Linked DNA regions of Callithrix jacchus: region 1 is linked to region 2. Evidence: chromatin contacts called from public Hi-C data. All regions are on one chromosome and are shown on one strand. Each heading gives the region's core, a stretch centred on a gene start, on an enhancer-like site or on the middle of the called end of the contact. The rest is flanking DNA. Distances are from core to core; before and after follow the strand shown.

Region 1 (4,021 bases), core at 1,389-3,888, 160 kb after region 2:
TTATATGGCTAACAATAGCCCACAGACCCAAGTTAATCTCCAAAGCCCTGTTCTTCGGTGATTCTAGAGAGTAAGACAGCACCCCCGACTTGTACCTGCAAAGGCCATGCAAACATTGTCATCCAAAGCGCAGATCTTCCGTACTGTTCTTTCATCCTGCAGTTTGGCCACTGACTTCTTCTCCACACCAAGAACAACAATGTCTCTTCCTCGAACACCAACCTTTAAGATGCACAAACCCAGTAAGAAAGGGATATGAGTGCCTGGTGCAGCGGTTCACACCTGTAATCCCAGCACTTTGAGAGGCTGAGGTGAGTGGATGACTTGAGGTAAGGAGTTCAAGACCAGCACGGACAACATGGCAAAACCCGACTCTACAAAAAGTACAAAAATTAGCCAGGCATAGTGGCTCAAGCCTGTAGTCCCAGCTCCTCTGGAGGCTGGTGGGAGGATCACCAGAGCCTGGGAGCTGGAGGCTGCAGTGAGCCATGACGGCTGGGAGACAGGAGACAGAAGACAGCAAGACCCTGACTCCTCACCCCCACCCCACCCTCCCAAAAAAGTTACATGGTTCTACTGCCAGGCAGTGAGCACTAGGAGCAGATCTGAACCTGGGTCATGTGGCAACGTACTCTGGGCAGCAGCCTCCACTGAAGGTGTGTTCACCCGCACCCCTTTCTCCTCCACTTGTCTGTCACTGTGGCTGGCAGCACATCCTGCAAACCCAGGGCATTCATCTATTGCTGGTAGAGCTAGCCCAGGTGTGCTCACCTAGGTGGCCAACCTGTGCCTTTAGAATACTGAAATGTAGTTTTAGTTACAACATAGCTAGTAATCAACCGCTATATAATCAGCATGTGTTTCATTTCAACCCAATGAATCAAACAGTCCCATGCAAAGCCTGGAAGCCTGAGACTTTCACATTCCAGTCTGGTGTTCTAATGGCAGTGTTTCTGTAATTGTGAAATTAAGGCACACTGCCCTGTTTCTTGCACTATGGCATACTCAAGTGACACCGAAGGGGCCTGATTTGCTATCAGTGGACAAGGTGTCAACTGTTACCCGAAATTGTTTACGGCTGATACTAGAGAAGAATGTAGCTGTTGTTAAATGCGTGGACAATCACAGACAGTTAACCCCAAGTCAAGCCAGAAACAAAGGAAACCGTCACTGGGATAAACAGCGCCTCCTGGTTCACAGTGCAGGGCTCCTCCAGCTCAGCTCGGTGACCACTAGGGCAGGCTGATCTCGCTGCCCTGCCCCGCTGCGGGGCGGAGGGGGATGTTCAGCAGTGTCCCTGGCCTCTACCCGCTAAATGCCAGGAGCACCTCTGCAAGGCCTTGGGCCACTGGAAGTCTCTACACACTGCCACTGGCCCCGAGGGCACAAAACCATCCCTGGCTGAGAAGTACTGGTCTGAAGTGTTTTCGGTCTTCTGGGAGCTTTTTCAGGTAGACTCACTTGGCCTTCGAACTGACCCGGAAGGCCCAGAGAAGCTACAAGGGTTGGTTAAAGCCAGATGCGGCCAGCTGGCGGGGGCGGCAGAATTGGAGTTGGGGGCAGGGGTCAGCTGACTCCTCCTAGTGCTCTTTAAGCTGAGTTAGACCACCTGAAGAATACTGGGCCTTCATTTTGAAACAAAGATTCAGCAAATGAAAACACTTTAAAATTTACAGAACCGTGTGCTGCTTTCTCTGCCTGCTCAAACCTCTGAATGCCAGAAGATACAAGAAAAACGATCTCACAGCCTGACCAATAAAACCTACACGTCTTGATATTACGAATTTAAGTTTCAAAAAATGTCACTAAGGTCACTGTACACGAGCCCTCATCAAAAAGAGACGGCCGGCCGTGCTCAGACCAGTCCCGACCCGGGCGGCTGCAGCCGGGCCCAGCGGAGGGCTCCTTCCGGCAGGGCGCAGAGATCCGGAAGGCGCCCGCCACCGGCCCTGCCAGCGAGTCGCTTTGTTTCCGAAGCCCACCGGGACTTAAAGGACAAGTGTTGCCGTTGAGCGAGTGGGGATCCCCGTAACGGAGATCTGGTTGGATAGTTCACCCCGAGCCACCCGCTGCGTGAACGGCCCCCTAGAGAGCGTAGGCAGACCCCCGCGCTCCGCAGCCTGGAGCGGCCCTCGCCCGGCCTCCGCAGCGCGACCCACGCGCCAGGCCCGGGCCAGGGGTACCCAAGATGGCGTCGCCACGGCCCCGCGCGCCCGGGACCCACGCGAGGCGTTGGGTGGGGGCAACGGGCGCTTGCGGCTCGCACACCAAACGCCGCCTCTGCAGGCACTCGTGGAGAAGGGCAGCGGGGCCCGCGCTCGACAGCAGCCCAGGTCGCCCAAGCCACTGCCCCGCGTATGCCTGCGGGCGCCCACAGCTCCGCGCCCGGCCCCGGCCCTCTCCCGGCTCCCCGGCCCCACTTCCGCCCGCGTCCCGGGCCGGCGCAGGCCCCGGCGCCTCACCGCGGTCGAACCCTTTTTGACGGCCTCCTGCGCGTACTCCACTTGGAAGAGGTGGCCGTCGGGCGAGAAGACGGTGATAGCGCGGTCGTAGCTCATGCCGGCGGGGCGGCAGCCAAGCACTTTCCACCGCCGCTCTCAAAAGCGCACACTCACGGCCCGCGCGCGCCCGCGACTCCCGGCGCCACTACGCCCGCCCCCCCCGCCCTCGGCGCCGTGACCTGCGCTGCCAGCGTCGGGCGGCGTCAGGAGGCGTCGGGCGGCGTCAGGCGGCGTCCACGGACGTGCGGGCGCGCGCCGGGGGCGGGGCGGGGCCGGGCGGAACCACCGGTGGCTGGGGGTGGGAGGTGCTGCGCTGAGGCGGGCCGAGCGCGGGTCTAGAGGAGCCCGCCGGGGGCCACCGCTCGGCACTGGACCACAGGCCCTTCTGCAGGGCGGCGCGGCTGCTCGGCGGACCCGGAGGCGAGGCGACGGCGGCGGGAAGGACGAGCCCAGGACGCGGCGCCCCCCGCGCCCCCGCCCCCTGTCCCCCGCCGCGACTGCGGATAATGAGCGCCTCGGGCCGCCGAGCGCAGCCGGAGTATCCACCCCGATGACCACGGGCTAACCCCCGCGCCGCCACCATGTCCGTGGCCTTCGCGTCCGCCCGACCAAGAGGCAAAGGGGAGGTCACACAGCAAACCATCCAGAAGGTGGGCCGGGCCGAGACGGCGGCGCGGGGCGGCGGGGCTGCGGAGGGGCGAGCGCGCGCGGGGCCCGGGCGCGGGCAGCCGGCAGGCGCGGGGCGCTAACAAAGCCGGGGCGCAGCCGGGCAGCTGCAAGCCCCGACGGCGGCCCCGTGCCCGTCCCCGCGCCCCATGCCTGTGCACTGGCGGTCACCGGGCTGTGCGGGGGACGCCCCCCGGAGAGCCTGCGCCAACTTCGTTGGGGCGCGCGGGTCCCTCGGGCCGGGCGCGGGGCGGTGGGGGCCGGGCGGACGTCGGAAGGTGCCGGCCTCCGAGCGCGCTGTCCGCCGAGTCCGCGGCGCGCTCTGAGAACCGTTCTGGGCCGTACCCGGCGCACGGGCATTCGTTTTCGCGGCCCGGGCGAGGGCTCGTCGAGCTCCGCTGCCAGCCTAGGTGGCGAAGGCGGCGGCCGGCGGCACTCGCTTTCTGCGCTCAGCTTGGCGAGTGAAGAGGGGCTCGGGCCGGGTTCAGGGCGCACAGAGACGGCGGCAACCGCGGCCGGGGCAGCCTCTCCTGCCGCTGGAGGCACAGAGGGACGCGTCTGGATGCCCAGTTTGGGACCGTTCGGTCGCCGTTTAGCAGCCCGGCCCCGTAGGGATCGCACCGTCCGCCTGTATCCTCGCGGCTACGCTGGGTTTCAGCGTGACACCCTCGCCCACAGCCTTGCCTAACAAACTTTATTGATTTGCTCCACAACCTTTTCTCTCACTCCGTAAGTTCGGCCTTGTGGTTTTCTAGAGACAGCGTTTTCATGGGTTTAGGACACTGTTATCTAAAGTCCTAAGTTTTGAAATTAAGACTTTTTATTTTCTGCTGTTCTGTGGAAGACAAATTCGG
Region 2 (4,077 bases), core at 1,456-3,955:
GGGACGGTCGGTGCTCCCTGCCCCGGCAGCCCCAGCAGGGGGCAGTGTGACAGCCTGCGAACAGGAGCTGCATCTCCAGCTCCTGCGGAGCTGGTGAGTAAACCTGCCGGTCACTGCAGGTCCCTGCAGGTCCGTCACACCAGGCGGAGTGAATGTCACACTGGGGGGCCAAGTTCAATCAAGGCAGCGACTGCTCCCCAAGGTGGTCGAAGGCAGGGAACAGTGCACATCTGCGCTGAGCCTCTGAGGGCCCACCAGGAGCGGCCAACCTGTACCATGAACCACCCTGAAGACCCCTTCTTTTGCCACAGGAGGAGGGCTGGGGCCCTCAGCCGGGCTCTACAGGTGTGTTTCTGTGTCTACCTCCCCCTGCCCCGGGCCTCCCCCCGCCCCTCCCAGCTGTGCCCAGCTCATCTCCACCTGCGAGAATGGAAGGTAAGCCCGGCCCTCAGCCCTCAGCCCTCAGACTCCACACACAGGGCAGCCCGGGCCCTGTCCTCACAGAGAAAGTTCCTTCTCCCGGCTCTACTGGGACTCAGCTACAGATTCCAACAGGTGGTTCAGAAACCAGCACCTCAGCAGAGCCAGAGTGGAGTCTGGCAAGCAAAATCTAAAACTGGAAAACTGGGGAAAAACAGGCAAAACAAATACAGATAAATTTGTTTTTAATAAAGGAGTTAATTTTCTTTCAATCCTATATAAAACAATAGCAATTAAAAACTTCATTTTTGAAAGTAAAATATTTACATATGAACAAGTAACTGTGCAAAATTTACATGAAAAAATGGAAAGACGGGGATTTCCTAAAAGACAAAATAAAAGGTGTAACAGTTCTCAGGTGTTGATAAAAAATACTGATCAGCGTTCAGTTCACACGCGCTCGAATTAAAGTCTAACGTGAGAATTCACATGGAGAAAGCCGGAGTATTTACAGTCATAAAAGTACTATCAATAGACAATTTCATACAATAACCTCTGAAAATATAAAGAACCAATTAGTATATTTGTAATAAAAAAATAGGTACAAAGAAGGGCTTTGCTCTGGACGCCTGTCAAGTCGGCCCAAGGCTTGCATACAGTGTCTTAGCAAAATAGTTCTAGTTTACATAGCCATTCTGTCATGTGCCAAAGTATGTACAGTTACTGACAAAATACACCAACCATTTTCAACACTTGATTCACACCGAGAAACAGTCTTGATGATTCTTCTCAACTTTGATTTTATTTAATCTAGGTTTTCACTTTTAGCTAAAAAACACAGTGCAAGTAAAATATATTTATGCTGAAAAGGTTTTCATCTCTTTTAACTTTACAACTTTACAAACTATAGCAAATAAAATGCATTTGTACAGATGCTGACCACACATTCAGAAGGAGCCCACCTTTGCTGGGCTCTGCCGCTACTAAGCAGAAATGTGATTACACTCTGAGGTGGGGGCGCCAAGATGAATTGTGTCCTCCTGCAGGACTCTCAGCGGAGGGGAGGCGAGGGGAGGGCAGGGAAGGAGTTGGGAGGAGAGGGGAAGGAAGATAAATAGTCTAAAAAATCAGTTTGCTTTGCCAACTGACTATTACAAAAATAAAATAAAGGAAATGAGGTCATCGGCTGTAGACAGACACCTACATGGTAAGTTAGGTAGAACTAAACCAAAATGCACAAATAGCAGAAACTGCTATGAGTTGACAGAGGGCAGCTAATTATTTGCTAACGATTCCATCAGTCTTTATATATGGCTTGTTTGGCAAGAAGGCCACTCAATCAAGATGAGTTAAGATTTAATTGTCCTTTAAGAGTATCCACAGGCCTTTGTGTTCTCTCTGTTACAGAAACGTATTTTCTTCCACACTGAAGAGTTGATTTAGAAACAGGAATATAAAACTGTTCCATTGTAAAGAGGTGGCTGTTTTTTAAACAATATCCCATTTGCTTGTTACAAAAAGGCGTAATCTGCAAATATATAAAAAGTCCCCAGGCGTCCTCCTGTGTCACTTAAGGAATGCTTTGTAGAGCAGCAGTGAATGGCTTGTCTCTCGTTCATTTTCTAAACAAAATATGAGGTCCCTGAGGTTGACCCGTGTAATTCTTTGTCGTGTGAACTGCCTGGGGGTTCCAACACCCGAGCTGCCTGGGACCACTGAGCCGGAGCCCGACCCCTGGTGACGAAAAAGGAAAAGACAGTTGTGTTAGTGGGGTTCGAAGCGGGGCTGGCAAGGGGTGCCGCCTGTTGGCTGTCCCAAGTACCCTGATGCCAGAGGAGGCCAGGCCCGGCCGGGCCCCTTCCGGCAGGCCCACAGGAGGAGCCGTTCAGGGCCTGCCAGGGCAGGGGTGAGGGCAGGAGGCCCCACACTGTGCCTTCAGGATAGGGCAGACTCAGACACTGCCCAATGCCCCACAGTACTCAGACCAGGCCCGGGGCTGAGGACGGACCAGGGGGTGGCACCCGCCCAAGGCGGATGGCTGAGCAGTCCCAGGGTCACCCTCCATGCGACCGCAGCAGAGGGCACAGAAGCCACACTGTGTCTCTGTGTGTCATCCCTGCTTGGCTGCTGAATTCCTGCACTGGGTGTGCTGGGTCAGCTAAGAAGGCTGGATTGCTCAGTGGTTCCCACAGTCATCCCCGGCTCCTCCACAACCCTGCACAACCCTCCCTCTGGCTGGGCCCTGGCTGCAGAGACCCTGCCTCTGCCAGCCCCCTCCAGGTGTCCAGCTGTGTCCTGAGCCGCCTCAGACACCTTCCTGCTTGGAGAAGCATAGCTGCTGGGTGCCAGTTCTTGTGGAGTGTTCCTGTGGTTTCAGCAGACAACACCTGCACGACACCACCCAGCAGGGCACATGCCAAACTCCCAACAGCTGCTGTTTCCCCATTTGGCTGAAAACCAAGGCCTGCCATGGGGGTTAAAGTTGCTCATGTATATTTAAGTACAAAGATTACGATGGCATCTTTACAGCACGTTCTCAACCGCAGTTAAGATGATGGAAGTAACGGATTCTGCTCTGTGCATGGGAGCCAAACTGTGGGCAGCTGCAGGCGAGGCCCAGCTGCCCCGACCTGGTGCCCTCATCTTGCCCTTCCTCCCATCCCCCCTCTGCCATTATCAGTTCAGGCTGGGAGCACAGCTGCCCTGTGTGATGGTCTCTAACCGATGGCATTTTCTTTATTCCTATGAGACTCAAACAGTAGAGGGCACCGTCTCCCTTCAGATGCCCTGAGCCTGAGGGCCCTTCTTCAGATCCGCCCTGGGTCCCTCTGCTACTGAAGCCTCTGCAGGCTCCACACTCGCTCATTACAAACTGATCCGCACCTGATCAAGTTTGGGCGGGTGACAGTTTGCAGAGTGAGGGCGGGGATCTCACAGGCACCACCCAAGCAGGCTGTGACCCAGTGACACCTGCTATAGATTCCAGACTGCGGTTTGATGTGTCTACCTCAAAATAGCTCAGCAGCCAAGAAAGAGGGCTGGGGTGAAAGTGAGACGCTCATCTTGGGAGCACAATTTAAGGGATGCTGAGAGTCAAAAATCAAAATATTCTAATGCAAGTGTCAGCAGCAACCAAGGGCAGGGGGCGAGGCAGTGCCTGCTGGGTGCTGAGGCCACCCCCAGGCCCAGCACACTGAGAACCTGATGCCGGGCCCTGCTTCTGTGCCAGGCTCTGAAGGTACAACTATGAATGAAAACCATAAATTCTCCAGGTTCTATGAGTTTAATAAATAAAACTAATTTTTTTCTTAAATCTTTTAAAAAAAAAAAAAAGAAAAAGAAAAACAAGCTTACCCGCGAATCTAACCTACCCAATATTCCAACTGCCCCTCTCTACACAGTGCCCTCCACCCTCCCCACCCGCCTCACCCCAGGCAGGAGGGTCCACACTCCCTTGTCTTTCCAACAGGGTCTTTGCTCACAGAATTCTATGTGGAGTTTGGCTACCACAGAAGGTCCTATGCTAAATTGCTCTGAAGACAGAGTGGAGATCTCATGGGAACCTCTCCCTCCGTTCTCAGGACTGGGGCTGCCGGCGGACCAGGGTCTTCTGTGCCCAGCCCACACAGCAGTGGCAGCGGCTTTCCTATCTAGGTT

What was found. Hi-C and Micro-C count contacts between places; a contact is called where the count stands out from the background.
Region 1: a contact with region 2 is called in a Hi-C map of skeletal muscle, with 4 times the contacts expected there. The contact joins the promoter of PSMA7 here to the enhancer-like site in region 2. A contact is called at or near these places in 2 of 3 Hi-C or Micro-C datasets (induced pluripotent stem cells and skeletal muscle).

The regions. Positions count from the first base shown.
Region 1 is chr5:57,705,356-57,709,376 of calJac240_pri, forward strand. PSMA7 (proteasome 20S subunit alpha 7) reads right to left here and starts at 2,639. Exons shown (of 7, transcript XM_035299105.3): 1 at 2,463-2,639; 2 at 96-222. The coding sequence starts at 2,558. It overlaps SS18L1 (SS18L1 subunit of BAF chromatin remodeling complex), which reads left to right and starts at 2,765. Exons shown (of 12, transcript XM_035299101.2): 1 at 2,765-3,151.
Region 2 is chr5:57,547,451-57,551,527 of calJac240_pri, forward strand. It overlaps TAF4 (TATA-box binding protein associated factor 4), which reads right to left. Exons shown (of 17, transcript XR_013535268.1): 17 at 651-2,154. Among named protein-coding and RNA genes, the nearest start is that of TAF4, 80 kb to the right of the region's middle. Within about 2 kb of position 2,706, at least 1 of the 16 cell types and tissues checked has an H3K27ac peak or open chromatin away from gene starts, as enhancers often do. A contact at or near this core is called in skeletal muscle, where this site is marked.